Regions from separate parts of the Oryctolagus cuniculus genome. Here region 2 is linked to region 1. Evidence: chromatin contacts called from public Hi-C data. All regions are on one chromosome and are shown on one strand. The core of a region is the stretch at or near the end of the contact, and the rest is flanking DNA. Distances in the headings are between cores, read along the strand shown. Region 1 overlaps IFT81 (intraflagellar transport 81). Region 2 has its middle 50 kb from the start of ATP2A2.

Region 1 (3,235 bases), core at 352-2,851:
GGGATCTGGTGCTGCAGGATGGGGCTTTAACTCACTGCGCCACAGTGCCAGGACTCCAACTAACTTTCATCTCCACATCTCCACAAAGACCACAATTAGCACCACTTTGGCTAAATCTGGCACATAGGGACTGGCACTGTGGCATAGCAGGTAAAGCCACCGGCGTCCCATATGGGCGCTGGTTTGAGTCCCAGCTACTCCTCTTCCAACCCAGCTCCCTGCTGATACGCCTGAGAAAGCAGCAGAAGATGGCCCAAGTACTTAGGCCCCTGTACCCATATGGGAGACCTGGAGGAAGCTCTTGGCTCCTGACTTGGAATCGGCTCAGCTCTGGCCATTGCAGCCATTTGGGAAGTGAACCAGTGGATGGAAGATCTCTTTCTCTCTTTCTCTCTCTCTCTCTCTCTCTCTCCCCCCCTATCTTCTTCTGTAACTCTTTCAAATAAATAAATAAATCTTTAAAAATAAATAAATAAATCTGAAAGACAAGTTTTACTTGGCTTATGGGTTGTTTTTGTTTTAAAAGGCCAACATTTAAAAATTGATATTTCATATAAAAATTCGAATTTCAGGCTGCCTTGAAAAACTAGAAAACCTGGCCACCCATGTCGCATAGACAGGCAGAGCTGAGAAGAGACTGCCTGCTTGCAATGGGGCACGCACTGTGCAAGTTGGCACAGTCCCTACCACTCCCTATAGCCTCCGATCCGAAAGCCAGCATCAGTGGATGGTTCCCACATCTGTGCTGCCATTTTTCTCAGAGTAATACTCCTTTGTCCCACACACGTACCAAAGAGGAAAGGGTAGACCAGACAGGACCATGATCTTCCTCACACCTGCCTCCACGTCACTCACCCCAAACGCTGCAGCATCTGAATCTGCCTTTTAGTTTGCCAACAGTCAGCTTTCTGGTATCATAACAAACTACTTGAGACAGGCCACTTACGAGGAAAAGGAGGTGTATTTAGCTGATAGTTTAGGAAGTTCAAGGACCTGGCACCCGTATCAGCTCAGCCCAGGTGAGGGCTTCATGGTGAATGGTGGGTGGTGGAGCACAGGAAAGAACCAGTGAACTGCCACATCTGAAACCAGGAGGAGCAGGAGCGGTGGGTGGGACCAGGCCTACTCCTTCTACAATGATGCTCTGGTAGGAACTCCAGGGGGCACACCAGCAGAGAGCGGGCCCCCAAGGACCGAAGGATATCCCTCAAGGCCCCACCTCCCGAAGCTGCCACTGCCTCCCAGTAGTGCCATCTTGGGGCCCACGCCTTTAATCAAGTATCTCTGAGGCACCCAAACCAATACCCGAAACTTCCCTTTAAGGTCTCTACAATCCTTTACCCCTTGGTCTTTCATTCACAAAGCTACGAAGGGTCATCCACTTCTTCCAGACACCCAAGGCTGCACATGACTTCTTCCATGCTAGAGAGTTGCGTCTGGAAGGATAGAGTGATTTACCCAAGGTCACAGCCAGCTGGTGGCAAAACAAAGCCCTTCTGACTTGGCGTGTGATGGTTTTTTCCATTACTCAAGGTGACAACGGGTGCTAGAACTTCCAGTTGCAAATGGCAGAGAGTTAATTGGAACTGAGTTAAGCCAAAAAGGCAACTGACCGGGTCATATAACTGGAAAGCCCATGGGAGACACGCACTCCAAGTGCAGCCTGACCGAGGAGCTCCGAGCTTGTCCGCAGATCCCTGTCGCTCCTTCTCCAGCTCTCAGTTCTCCTCCTCTGTTGGCTTGATTACAAGCAGCTTCTCCAGTCAGGACAGCAAAACAGCTGCCGGCAGCTCTCAGTGTCATGCTTTTCTCTTCAAAGCCAATGAAAAGAGAGCTTCCCCTTCCAGCCAGCCAGCCAAATGGAACGGAGTCTCCTTGCTCTTGAATGGCCTGATAGCCATGGGCCCATAGGAGAACCAATTTACTGGCCGGAGGGGTTGACTAGACACAGGCCCCGTGACCACCTGAAGCCAGGGGGTTGGTTAACTGCTCCCAAAAAGGAGCTGAGGGCTAACAGGGGGAGGGGTGAAACCTGCAAAAGAAATGAGTGCTGGGTAAACACTCAGAAAAAAAGACGTTTGCTACACCAAGTCTTCCTTCTTCTCTTTGGAAGGTCTGTCTTTCTCCATTTGAACCCGTTCCAGGCCTAGGTTAAGTCTCCCAGATTTCGCCTCTCTGGGCCACAGTGAAACTCTTCCTGTAGAATGCGGGCCCCATGAGGATGATAACTGTGCAGCGCCACTCAGTGCCACAGCGGTGGCCTGAATGAGAGGATGAGGAGATAATTTGTGTGGTTTGCAGGAATTAGAAAACAGTGCCAAGATTGGAAGGAAATAAGCAAAAACGGTCAGTAGTAGTTATCTCTGAATGGTGGGATATGGGCGATTCTGGCTTTGGATCTTTATTACTTCCCGTATCATCATCTTTTTTTAAGTTTTATTTATTTTAAAAACAGCCGGCGCCATGGCTCATTTGGCTAATCCTCCACCTGTGGCACTGGCACCCCAGCTTCTAGTCCCGGTTGGGGCGTCGGATTCTGTCCCAGTTGCTCCTCGTCCAGTCCAGCTCTCTGCTGTGGCCTGGGAAGGCAGTGGAGGATGGCCCAAGTGCTTGGGCCCTGCACCCGCATGGGAGACCAGGAGGAAGTGCCTGGCTCCTGGCTTCGGATCAGCACAGCGCCAGCCGTAGTGGCCACTTGGGGGGGTGAACCAATGGAAAAGGAAGACCTTTCTCTCTCTCTTTCTCTAACTCTGCCTGTCAAACACACACACACACACACACACAGTTACAGAGAGAGGCAGAGACAGAAAGGTTTTCCATTCACTTGTTCACTCCCCAGATGGCCGCAACGGCCAGAGCTGCACCAATCCGAAGTCAGGACCCGACAGCTTCTTGCAGGTCTCCCACGTGGGTGCAGGGGCCCAAGGACTTGGCCCATCTTCTACTGCTATCCCAGGCCATAGCAGAGAGCTGGATCGTAAGTGGAGCAGCCGGGACTAGAATTGGTGCCCATATGGGATGCCAGCGTCTCAGGCCAAGGCTTTAACCTGCTGCACCACAGCGCCGGCCCCACTTTCTGTATCTTGTACTTGGAGGAAAAATACCAGTGGTAATGATGAGAAGGAAGTAAAGCAGGTCTGGTTGAAGCAGCTGGACAGGAAGCAGTGTTGGAGGGTAGGAACCAAGGGCGGATCCTGTGGTGTCCCTAACTCCCACCTGGGGCTGCACATGGCGT
Region 2 (3,235 bases), core at 465-2,964, 110 kb before region 1:
AAGATCTTCCTTTGCTGTTGGTTCACCCTCCAATGGCCGCCGCGGCCGGCGCGCTGCGGCCGATGTACCGCACTGATCCGATGGCAGGAGCCAGGTACTTCTCCTGGTCTCCCATTGGGTGCAGGGCCCAAGCACTTGGGCCATCCTCCACTGCACTCCCTGGCCACAGCAAACAAGTTCGTTTTCTAATTGAAAGTTTTTCCTTTTTTCATTCTCTAATCAAGAAACATCTTGCTAACTTCCCTGAGTTATGAAGAAATCACCTCCTGGTGTTTTCATAGAGAAAACAAAAAGTCTGTAAAAGGATTCAATAGATTCTGGATTTAACCAAATGAAATAAATGTTGTGGCTCTGTTTAACATTTCATTGTATTTCAATCTTAAAACTACATGCAGAATTGTTTCTAAAGAGAAAAACTGGACTTGATCTAAATGTCCAGCAGTGAGAGATGTACATGAATCTAACAGTTTCACAGGGGCCAGTGTTTATGGCACAGCAGGTTAAGCCAACACTTGAGATGCTAGCATCCCACATAAGTGCTGGTATGGGTCCTGGCTGCTCTGCTTCTGATCCAGCTTCCTGCTAACGTGCCTAGAAAAGCAGAAGATGGTCCAAGTACCTGGCCCCTGCATCCAGGTAGGGGACCAGGATGCGGCTGCACAGGTTCCTGGCTTTAGTCTGGCTCAGACCTGGTTGTTATGGCCATTTGGGGAGTGTACCAGCAGACAGAAGATCTCTCTTTCTCACTCTCTCTCTCTGCCTTTCAATACATAAATAAAATTTTAAAAAATGTTTCACAGATTTAAATTATAACCCGTAAAGCTTCCGTTTACTCTGTATCTAAAGTTATTAGTTCCTTCTTTCATGCACTTACTCATTCATTTTCAATATAATTCCTTCATCTCAGTGGTGGAACTCACTTTCAATCATTTAGGAAAGTCTATTCTTCAGGTACAGTAAGAAAACATCTTTTTTTGAAAATATGCTATAAGTTCATATTAAACACTGCACAAAAAGTTCATGCTGTGTCAGTTCATAAATGAACATGAACCGTGTGCACACATTTACCTGGCACATGCATGGTCACATACAGCATGATGCAGCAGTTAATTAGAAGCGCAGGTTTTGGTTCCTGGCTCCGCCACAATCCTTGGCTGTGTAGGAATATATAAGTCTGTCTGGGCCTGCTTCTTCTTCCGGCACTGACCTCCTTAGGGTTATTGTGAGAGGCACCTTAGTTCATTCACATAAAGCACCTAGGACAGTGCCTAGAAACGGGGAGCTGCTTGAATCATCATCATCGCACAGCTGCAGGGAGGAAGGTCTGTTCAACCTTGTTTTGCATCACTTTTTTTTTAAGCCTTTCCTCCGAGTTCTCTTCGCTTTCAGAACCCATGGAACGCGCTCCTCGTGAGCAGTCACTTGTGTTGAGGCCACTCTGCTGAGGCTGGAAGGTGAGTTGCTGCAAGCGTTACACAACTGATTTTTGCAAAGGAGAGAGATGAAAGAGATCCTTCAAAGATTCCAATTGCAAGAGCAGGGTGTCCTGTGCAATGCTGAGTAGCCTTGCCAGGAGCCTGCTGTCACACTCTGAAACGAGTAGAAATTCATGCTTCCACTGAAAAAACTCCCATTTCTTCCTGTGCTCTGAAGAGTGAATTTCCATAGCAGTAAGACAAACTTGGTGACTCAAGCCTCTCAGCTATTCTAGAGAGGAAATTGTGAAATTATCTGTTTGCCAAGAAAGTACTTCCAGTTACCAAAAGAGGGAGCCTGGGAGCAGAACACATGATTGTCCAACCCTCTCAAAAAAATACTTATTTGGATTCTGTCTCACTTTTTAAATAATTAAAAAAAACTTGTTTGTTTATTTATTTCAAAAGTGGGGAGAGAGAGAGAGAGAGAGAGAGAATCTTCCATCCACTGGTTCACCAAATGCTCGTACAGCCAGGGCTGGGCCAGGCTGAAGTCAAGAACCTCGAAGTCCATCTGGGTCTCCCATGTGGGTGCCAGGGACCCAGGTACTTGAGCCATCTTCTGCTGCCTCCCAGGGTGCACATTAGCAGGAAACTAGAATTAGGAGTGGAGGCAGGACTTGAACCCAGGCACTCCGAAATGAGATGTGGGCTTCTCAAGTGAATCTTAACCACTGGGCCAAATGCTAAATCTGCTTTTTGCTTTTTAAATTTCTTTTGCAAGGATGAGGTGGGGCTAACCCACAATTACACTCAACTTTCTCTTTCAAAGACTGTGTTAAGATAGGATCCTGGAAAGATAAAAAAAAACAGATAACTTTTTTTTTTAAGATTTATTTTATTTATTTGAAACAGTTATAGAGAGAGGTAGAGGCACAGAGAGAGTCTTCCATCCGCTGGCTCACTCCCCAGATGACTGCAATGGCCGGAGCTGCGCCCATCCAAAGCCAGGAGCCAGGAGCTTCTTCCAGGTCTCCCACGTGGGTGCAGGGGCCCAAGGACTTGGGCCATCTTCTACTGCTTTCCCAGGCCATAGCAGAAAGCTGGATCGGAAATGGGATTCCAGCGCTTCAGGCCAGGGTGTTAACCCGCTGTGCCACACAGCTGGCCCTAAACAGGTAACTTTAATGATCTTTTTCTATCCTCCCCAGACAAAACACTTGGCCTCATGCCTGGCTGCCACACAGCAAACAGATCTAATTAAACTGCTCTTACTAAAAGGAAAGGGAGGCGGAGCTAAGCCCGGAGGAGTAGAGAAATAATTACGTATTTAATAGAGTTCAACTTTACTTCTCCCCGTCATGAATTGTCTCCAAAAGAAGAACTTGTTTTGCATATGATCTACATCCCCCCTCATGGACGGCCATGTAAAAGGAGAGTTAATCATCAGTGCCATCCTACCCACTCCCTAAGGCTAAACACTGCTTCATGCCAAGCAAGAGGAGTGATATAAACCTAGACCCCTTTGTAGAAACAAGCCTTTTATTCACACTCATTAGTCACTAACATCGGGTGAGTGCCTACGACATACACTCCAGCTTCTACAACATAAAGTCATTTTTCAATGCAAACTTTGCTTTTGCCTTTATAAAGGCAGCTTTGGCAAGTTACCCATTGATGCATATTTTCAAATTCAACATAGAATTCTAAAATTTATATATTTTTTGTTTTAGCAACATATTCAGCTTCTTATTATATTTAACTTACCAAAAACTGCTTTGTATCATATTATCTTAAAAACTTATCTTAAAAACTTAAAA

Evidence for each region. Hi-C and Micro-C count contacts between places; a contact is called where the count stands out from the background.
Region 2: a contact with region 1 is called in a Hi-C map of an unstated tissue, with 4 times the contacts expected there. The contact joins two enhancer-like sites. A contact is called at or near these places in 3 of 6 Hi-C or Micro-C datasets (ear pinna, psoas muscle and an unstated tissue).

What each region holds. Positions count from the first base shown.
Region 1 is chr21:7,811,602-7,814,836 of mOryCun1.1, reverse strand. The region is part of intron 3 of IFT81 (intraflagellar transport 81); the gene reads right to left. Among named protein-coding and RNA genes, the nearest start is that of P2RX7, 23 kb to the right of the region's middle. Within about 2 kb of position 1,601, at least 1 of the 8 cell types and tissues checked has an H3K27ac peak or open chromatin away from gene starts, as enhancers often do.
Region 2 is chr21:7,921,735-7,924,969 of mOryCun1.1, reverse strand. No RefSeq gene overlaps it. Among named protein-coding and RNA genes, the nearest start is that of ATP2A2, 50 kb to the left of the region's middle. Within about 2 kb of position 1,714, at least 1 of the 8 cell types and tissues checked has an H3K27ac peak or open chromatin away from gene starts, as enhancers often do.